3 separate regions of the Mus musculus genome follow, and regions 2 and 3 are each linked to region 1. The links are chromatin contacts, called in public HiChIP or PLAC-seq and Micro-C maps. All regions are on one chromosome and are shown on one strand. Each heading gives the region's core, a stretch centred on a gene start, on an enhancer-like site or on the middle of the called end of the contact. The rest is flanking DNA. Distances are from core to core; before and after follow the strand shown.

Region 1 (2,762 bases), core at 106-2,605:
AAAGTATATACTGTGTGACACACTACAGCTTTCACAGCGAGATGGGTTTTCTTTTTCCATTTTATTTTTTTATATTTTGTTTTCTTTTGAGGGGGAGGTTGCAAGGGCAGAGAGTTGATATGGAGGGACAGGGAGATGAATGGAACTGGGATGCATGTTATGAAATTCACAAAGAATCAATAAATTGTTTTTTTTTTAAGAGCAAATCACATTTTTCCAACATACAATTGCATACTTCCTAGAAGTGTTATAGCTCTGAGGGGAAAACCTTCCCCAATGGGGCTGTTACCACTCTCCTGGCAAAAGTATCCTTGGAACTTGGAGTGAAGGAATACTACAATGTCACATCACACATCAAACCTCACACAAAAGATTAGGAGGGGGAAAACCCAGTGTCTACCTCTACTCAGACAGAAACAGCAGGAAACAGAACAGAAGACAGGCTGTATATAGGGTCTCTTGAGGGAGTGGAGATTTCCAGGGTAGCCTGGGATTGGAGGGACTCTGTGGCCTGATCTTAAAGCCCAGGGATTGGTGTTTGTTTGTTTGGTTTTGTTTTTTTCCCCTTGTTCCTGGTCTGGGGCCTTGGGGTCAAGTCAGGGTCAGGGTTTTCTTTCCTTGACCCTTTTACCCTACACTTTCAATATAAAGAATATAAATTACCATTACAAAAGGGAGGAGACTGGGTATAGGGAGGAAACACTAGGCCAAAGCAAGACTGAGACCCAGCAGGGCAAACCAAGTTCTATAGCCCCGTATCTGTAGTCAGAGGGCTTAGATGAAGCAGCCCTTCCAGCTTTGCTACCTGAAGTACATGTCTGTATCCTGGACTAGTTCTGTTCCCTGTGTGGAGATGCCATGGCTCTGGGGGATCTCAAACACAATCCAGGATTCACTTTCACAGCTTTGTGCAATGATCTCTCAGGGTCTCCTCTGCTACGTACCTGACCTCAGTAGCGTTCCTTAACAGTAGAGGAAGATTCTAAATACTAAACGGGAAATACTAAAAAAGAACCGGCACGTTTCCATGCTTGTGCGGGCAATGGCCGGCCTATTATCTTGTGGAGACTCTGACTCAGAACTTCAAAATCTCCACCCAGCTCACTAGGTTCCCACTCATGGGTTGCTACCACGCCAGCCCCGTGCTTCAATACCCCCGCGGCCTTTGAGGTGCACATCAGGTAAACCCATGCTTTGCTGCTGTACCTTTCTCTCTGGAACTGAGAGAAGAAAAACACCGCACAAACTTAGTTCAGAAACAAGGATAACCTGGAAGTCCCTCTTACTCCCCCAGTGATTGCCTCCTTTATTCACTAGGGGATTGGTTCACAAGAAGTCACCTGAGTGTGTGACTCACTCCTTGTCTGCAACTCCTCCCAGGAGAGCAGAATTAGCATCAAAATGCAAACAGCCCCAGGCCCATGCACAGCATCCCACCACCTCTTTATCTGCGAAACTATGTGGATGATATTGCTAAGTTTGACTCTGGACTTGAGGAAACAAACACAAGTTGGAAGCTTAGCTTGGTAGGTTCTTCCACTGGGAGGAGAGGAAAGCAACTAGGGTTGGCAACCATTCTCCAGGGTGCCACGGATCCCTTTTTAGAACCTGTTGGGTTTCCTGAGGGTTATACAAAGAATGAAGGAGTGTGGCTTTGGGCATTTAGGCTTGTAGAGAGAATCTCTTGTGTACTGTGTGGAAGCATCACCTGTCAATAAAAACTGATGGCCAGTAAACTGGGGAAGGATTAGAAGATGGGACACCTGGCAGAGAGAGAGAGAGAGAGACAGACAGAGAGAGAGAGAGAGAGAGAGAGAGAGAGAGAGAGAGAGAGAGAGAGAATGAATTCTGGTAAGCAGCCAGGAATTCTGGTAAGCAGCCAGGTGTGAGAGATTCGTCATGAGGACTCAAAGGAAGTCAGATGTATGAAATGGAGGAAAGGTAACCAGCCACGTGGCACTGTATAAAAGAGTAAATAGTTAACTGAGTTATGAGCTGGCCAGAGAACAAGCCTAGTTTGAGGCAGAGGCATTTATTAATAAATAGCAAGCCTCCAAGTTGTCATTCAGAAACTGGGGCACAGGTGGAAAAGCCCATAGGCTGCATTGAGTGGAAGCCATGATGGCTGTTAGTGCAGGTGATGTCACCAGACAACTGTCAGTGTAGTCCTCTGGGTGGACATTGTGATGCTTCATGGCCACTGATTTGGAAGGCAGACGGCTTCAGCTAGGTACAAAATCAGGGTCATGCTTAATAGTAATCATTTTATGAACACTGAAGAGGCTCCTTTGTCATGGTTAAAATTAATTGGGGGTTTCTACCCGCTTATGATCATTTAGTTCCCAAATAAAAGACAGAGAACTCTTTTTAAAATTTTTTACTAGATATTTTATTTACTTTTTTTGTTTGTTTGTTTTTGGTTTTGTTTTGTTTTTGTTTTTCTTTGAGACAGGGTTTCTCTGTATACCCCTGGCTGTCCTGGAACTCACTCTGTAGACCAGGCTGGCCTTGAACTCAGAAATCTGCCTTCCTCTGCCTTCTGAGTCCTGGGATTAAAGGTGTGTGCCACCATGCCCGGCTATTTACATTTTAAATGTTATCCCCTTTCCTAGTTTCCCCTCCGAAAATCCCCTTCCCTCTCCCCCTGCTCCCCAGCCCACCCACTCCCATTCCTGGCCCTGGCACAGAGAGCTCTTATATTCATAACGAGCCTTAACGGCACTAGAGCTGGGCAGATATCAGCCCTCTATGGTATTTTTGTC
Region 2 (2,762 bases), core at 152-2,651, 120 kb before region 1:
CGAGTTTAAGAACTGCCAAAGGCAGCCGGGCGTGGTGGCGCACGCCTTTAATCCCAGCACTCGGGAGGCAGAGGTAGGCGGATTTCTGAGTTCGAAGCCAGCCAGGGCTACACAGAGAAACCCTGTCTCGAAAAACCAAAAAGAAAAGAAAAAAGAAAAAAGAAAAGAACGCCAAGGGCTATAGAGAGAAGTCCTGCCTCGAGAAACTAAAGAGGGAGAGTTTGATGCTTAACATGAAACACCCAGCAGATTTGTCAGTTCTCCCGTTATAAAATGCTACTCAAGATAGAAACAATCAAAATTTTCTATTCCACTTTTCACCTTCAAAATCAAATTGTAATTATGAAGTTTTTTTTAAATTAGAAAATAATGTTTTCCCATCTCCAAATCACTAATAAAATCATCATAGTTGCTGAGATTTACAGGACCCAAAACAACAAAATAGCCACTCTCGAAGGCTGCGGTTGTCAATCACCTCCTACGTCCTAAAAATCTCGCTTCTCAACTCGAGTGCGCGGAGGCCCTGCCAGCCTCAGGTGTCCGCGAAGGGTCTCAGCCCCGGGAACGAGCTGTTATCCACGGAACTACCCTGCAGACCCCAGGCCCCCACCACTACCTTTACAGACAAATACTCCTCAATGGAATGTCCAGACAGATCTTCCTCCTCCTACTCAGATACCCCTCCCCCTCCCATCGTGGGTTCCACCGCCACACTCCCAACAGCGTCCACTAGGTGGTCCCTGGACCCCTCCCAGCACCGTGATGCTTCCTCTAGCCCCCTCCCTGCACCACGACGCTTCCTCTAGCCCCCTCCCCACGTTGCGAGGTTCTCCTTAGTCCCCCTTCCTGCACCGGGATGCTTCCTCTAGCCCCTTCCCTGCACCGCGAGGCTTCGCCTTGCCCATTCCTCGGCCCCACCCCCTCACGGCAAGGCTTCCCCTCACGCCCTCCCCGCAAGGCCAGGCTCCCTCCCCACGACTACCAGGCTTCCCCTCTCCCTCTCCCACCTACACTCCCCGCTTCCCAGCCCGCAGAGCGGCGCAAGCCTTGGGCTCACCTTGCGCTTGCGAGCCTCGGCAGTTCCGCTCCACACGAAGCACTGGTAGATGGCCCGCAGGTTTTGCTTCCAGTTGTCCACCTTGAAGCTGCCCAGGTGCGAGCAGCCAGGCGGCGGTACCGCCAGCTCAGCGTCCATGGCCTCGACCTCAGGCTCCGGCCTGGCCACCATGGCGGGCAAGGCCCGGGCGCGCGGGGCAGGCGGCGACGGGGGCGAGGACGACGCCAGGGCGGCGAGAACAAAGCTGGGGGACAAAGACCGCGTTGAGAACTCAGGCAGGCTACAGCAGCACCCACCGCACGCGCAGCACCCTCTGACTTCGAGGAGGGCGGGGCGAGGCTGGGCGGGACAGGGCGGAGCTGTCCGCGGGAAAGGATAACGTCACCCAGGCCGGCGGCCTTAGTGCGCAGGCTCCGCTGCTCTAGACCCCGCCTATCAGCCCTCCTCTCGCCCGCTGGCTCCAGAGAAAAGCCGAAGGCCTCGGGTTGGGTCAACAGGGTCCCGCCCTCGCGTCACACCATTGGTGGTTTGCCGGTCTAAGACACGGTCTGCGCCTATTATAGGCTTTCGAACCGCCTCCGGAGACGCCAGCGATTTGACGTTTCGAGTCTCTCCTTGGAAGGCGGGGCGTGCTGAGGATTGGGTAAAACTGAGTGTCAGTCAGGCCACTGAACCGGTTTGCACCGGCCTGAGCTCTGCCGCAAAGAGGCGGGGCGACGGAGGGGTGGGGCAGGGTAGGGCCTGCGTCTGCGAGTTCTCTGAAAGGAGGGTTTCTAGGTTCTGTTTGTTGGTCCTTGGAGTTCCTAGTGTGGGCGTTTCTGCAGAGACTGCCATCTTGGCGACTGTGTTGGGTACCGCAATGCCACAGCTGGAGATTGGGCGTGGCAAGAATACAGATCTTCCCTTCCCTAGGATATTATTCAGCGTTATCCTATTGAACTAGAATGCCAACTGGTATACGAATTTTTTTAGTGGCTACATTTTGTACAATATTTTGCACCAAGAAAGATAAAATTAATTTTAACAAGCAGTCAAATAAAGACAGAATATCAAGTCAAATTTTTACATTGGCTTTGAAATATCGTGTTATACAGGTTTGGTATAGCAATTCAATTTGTACTAGCCACATTACACTCTATTATTAAGTAGGAACAGTATAGAGCTATGATGCATTTAGCTCTCCTATCTGAGGGTTACACAGATGTGCAGCAAACCAACTCAGAAGAGAAAATATTGATCTTCTGCCCTACAAATTGTATATACCGAGTAAATAGACACCTCTCTCCTGTTATACCTTAAACAGGATAACAGCTAGGTGTCAAACTCAGGCAGACAGGTACCCATGATGTGGAGCAGTGAAATAATTCTCCAAGACAGAAAAGGCAGAAGAAGTAGAGAGTTCATCGGTGTACTGCAGTAACAGCAGCTAGCAGACAAGACAGCCGAGAAAAATTGCCGACAGGCATTTTGATGTCATGGTTCCGAGGAGCAATTGCAGTTGTGGCTTGTCCAATGAGTACCAGCTTGGTCTTAGAGCAGTGATGGTCGTATTCAGGCTTAGATATGGCTTAGCATGCTATCTTAGTTGGCATTTGAGTATCACCCAGAGAGGAGTTACAGCATAGAGAAGGGGGTGGGTGGGGGTTGGTGTGTCTGTGTATATGAATATTTTGGGAGCTACTCAGGTTGAGGCAGGAGGATCATT
Region 3 (2,762 bases), core at 162-2,661, 64 kb after region 1:
ATGAGTCTGGATGTACTGAGAATGAAACAGCTATAACACTTTCAGGGGAAATGACACAGTTGAGAGAGACAAAGAAAGGTCAAGCAAGATTGTAGTCCCAATTACAGGACATTAATGATTAAAAGACTTTAACAGGACATGTCTCCTTTATGCCAGGGGGGAAAGTTACTGAGACTATATTAGAACAAGTAATGACAAACAGACAGGGAGTCCATAAACATGATGTTGTGCACACATCTACAGATGTGGCACATCTATAGAGAAGGTTTATATCCTTCTTTTAACTGGAGAGAAATATGAATATGCTCTTCTGAGCTTGTAGTGGGCAGAGGACAAGATATGTAAAAAAACATATACATAGTTCTACATGGATCTATAGGCATTTATCTTAAAGATAAAAAGGTTAGGAAATCACATAAAGATATTTGTCCTAGGAGGCATCCTGGGGTGTTGCTGATCTTATTGAAAAATTATGAATTTAAATACTGGGCAGTGAGAGACTAACTTAAAGATAATGGGCTCATGGACTTCAGGCACTGATAAATGTACTTAACTAAATTTGCTAAAATATGAGATGTATAAACATGAGGTACAGGTTAAAAATGTCTTCTACAAACAGTGAAAATAAAAATATATGCCCCCAAATAGAGGGAGAGCATTGACCTGTCGTGCTGGATCCCCAACAGTGCCAGAAAAAAACAAAAAACAAACAAACAAAAAACCAAGAAAGTGTATATACTCTGTATATTTTAAATATAAACAACAGATGGTAAAATGTCAGCTGGCTGAGTCCTTCTCCATACTATAAATACCCCTTCCTCTCCTCTAAATTTTTTTTTTTTTTTTTTTGCATTGTCCTGGGCATGAGCCTCAAGTATGCTAGGTATTCTCTACTACAGCCCGCCACCTTTGTCCCTTCTTTAGCTTTCCGTCTCAAGAGATGCATGCTATAAAATCTAGGCCTTCAGAATTTCAGGTTGGAGTTTTCTGTGAAACAAAGTGACAGAGAAGCCTCTAACAATGTATTTTCTAGCACGTCAGAGTGTCCTTCACTTTTAAGGGTGACCAACTTTTCTCTATGCGCATGCTCCAACTTTTCTCTGTGCGCATGCTCCAACTTTTCTCTGTGCGCATGCTCCATACTTGGCCCACCCATTCCTCCACCGACAGGCCAACACTCAGGCAATGCCTCTTATCTACAGCCAGTAAAGCCTCTGTAAGCATGGTGGACACATATTTGTCCATGTCCCTACTTTCCATTCTTGTAAGTGCACTACTCTCCCCACCTCCGGCCCCCGGCCTTTCCAGGAGATAACTGATATGCGTTCATCGGAACCCGCACATATCTGACCTTGGTAACCAGCCCTCCATTCCTTACCACTCCACCCACAGGGCACCAGGGCATTGGGACAAAGGAAAAGATTCTGACAGTGTGGAAACACAGTCAACTGCTTTACATCTGAATGGGGTCAGAGACAGAATTAGCAGATCTTTTGGGTTTCTGCCCTCCCCTCCTGCTGCCTACTGGGATTCCTGACCATATGGGTCAAAAAGGACCTCTCCAGCTCCTAGAAGACTTTGTGCGGGAGTAGGTCAAGGATCAAACCCAAGGCCTCATGGGTACTAGATAAATGCTCTACCAATGAGCTATCCCTACCCCCTTTCATTCTTTTCTTTTATTTTAAGATTTATTTATTTATTATATGTAAGTTACACTGTAGCTATCTTCAGACACTCCCGAAGATGGGGTCAGATCTTGTTAAGGATGGTTGTGAGCCACCATGTGGTTGCTGGGATTTGAACTCAGGACCTTTGGAAGAGCAGTCAGTGCTCTTAACCGCTGAGCCATCTCTCCACCCCCCCCCACACACACCCTTTTATTCTTTACTCTGATATCTTAGTCCTTAGCACAGTCCACCCTTGAACTTGTGACTCTCTTGCTTCACTCTCTACCCAGCTGAAATTACATGTCCATACCTCAGACCCCAGCTCCAGGGAAGCATTTTACGTCAGGAACCATCTCAGACAGCATTACTTAATGTCACCAGTGCCTTTTGCTCTTTGTAGGACTCTCAGGATAGAAAACAGGTCCCCTTTACCGTGGAGGGTCTTGAGCACTTACCATGTATACAATGATAGCCAATTCATAGGTGATGGACTGGGCTCCCAACTCCACCATGCCAAGGATACCTAGTAAAGATGGTCAGCTGATGCCTGGCCCCAGCCACAGGGTCCCCACCAGTCATCCATCTGCATACGTACCACTCAGGAAGCTGCCAACCTCATAGGCCCACCACTCTATGCACAGCATGAGCATGCTGGGGATAGCCAGTCGCAGGAAGGAGGCCCAGTCCTGCAGACACTCCCAGGACCACCCTGCAGGTGCAACAGATAGGTTTGCAACATGTCTGACCTTCAGGCAGAAGTCACGGTCAAAGGCTCAAAAGGTGGTCTTTACCTCCCCAGGTGGCTTGGTGTAGTCTTCTCCAGAGGATGTAGAGGAACAGGAAAATGGCCAGGGCAAACTGGGAGATGGTGTTGGCCAATGCTGAACCCCTGCGAAAACCAGCAGCTGTGGGTGAATACTGTGTTCCACCTTCTCCACCCTGGCCCAGTGAGTTGGGAAGCCATGTACCCTTCACGGTGCCCTCCTCCACTATAGGCCCTGAGGTTACTTCTGTTTAGGGCAGTATCCCCTTCACTCTGACAGCACTTTCCAGAAGGTCACACCCACACCTGCTAAACTACCCTCTTTCCCTGGG

The links. A called contact is a pair of places that touch in the nucleus more often than the background predicts. HiChIP or PLAC-seq counts read pairs in DNA pulled down with a chosen protein or histone mark.
Region 2: a contact with region 1 is called in a Micro-C map of embryonic stem cells, with 4 times the contacts expected there. The contact joins the promoter of Usp22 here to the enhancer-like site in region 1. A contact is called at or near these places in 1 of 39 promoter capture datasets (embryonic stem cells), 2 of 484 Hi-C or Micro-C datasets (both in embryonic stem cells) and 2 of 115 datasets of contacts at active chromatin or transcription factors (both in embryonic stem cells).
Region 3: an H3K27ac HiChIP or PLAC-seq map of embryonic stem cells shows a contact between it and region 1, with 24 read pairs. The contact joins two enhancer-like sites. A contact is called at or near these places in 2 of 39 promoter capture datasets (embryonic stem cells and macrophages), 2 of 484 Hi-C or Micro-C datasets (the N1E-115 cell line and nephron progenitors), 4 of 115 datasets of contacts at active chromatin or transcription factors (all in embryonic stem cells) and 3 of 9 other capture datasets (adipose tissue, liver and pancreatic islet).

What each region holds. Positions count from the first base shown.
Region 1 is chr11:61,296,151-61,298,912 of GRCm38.p6, forward strand. No RefSeq gene overlaps it. Among named protein-coding and RNA genes, the nearest start is that of Aldh3a2, 30 kb to the left of the region's middle. Within about 2 kb of position 1,356, at least 23 of the 459 cell types and tissues checked have an H3K27ac peak or open chromatin away from gene starts, as enhancers often do. A contact at or near this core is called in embryonic stem cells, where this site is marked.
Region 2 is chr11:61,173,658-61,176,419 of GRCm38.p6, forward strand. It overlaps Usp22 (ubiquitin specific peptidase 22), which reads right to left and starts at 1,402. Exons shown (of 13, transcript NM_001004143.4): 1 at 1,058-1,402. The coding sequence starts at 1,228.
Region 3 is chr11:61,360,565-61,363,326 of GRCm38.p6, forward strand. It overlaps Slc47a1 (solute carrier family 47, member 1), which reads right to left. Exons shown (of 17, transcript NM_026183.5): 8 at 2,459-2,556; 9 at 2,263-2,376; 10 at 2,123-2,190. Among named protein-coding and RNA genes, the nearest start is that of Slc47a1, 16 kb to the right of the region's middle. Within about 2 kb of position 1,412, at least 9 of the 459 cell types and tissues checked have an H3K27ac peak or open chromatin away from gene starts, as enhancers often do. A contact at or near this core is called in embryonic stem cells, where this site is marked.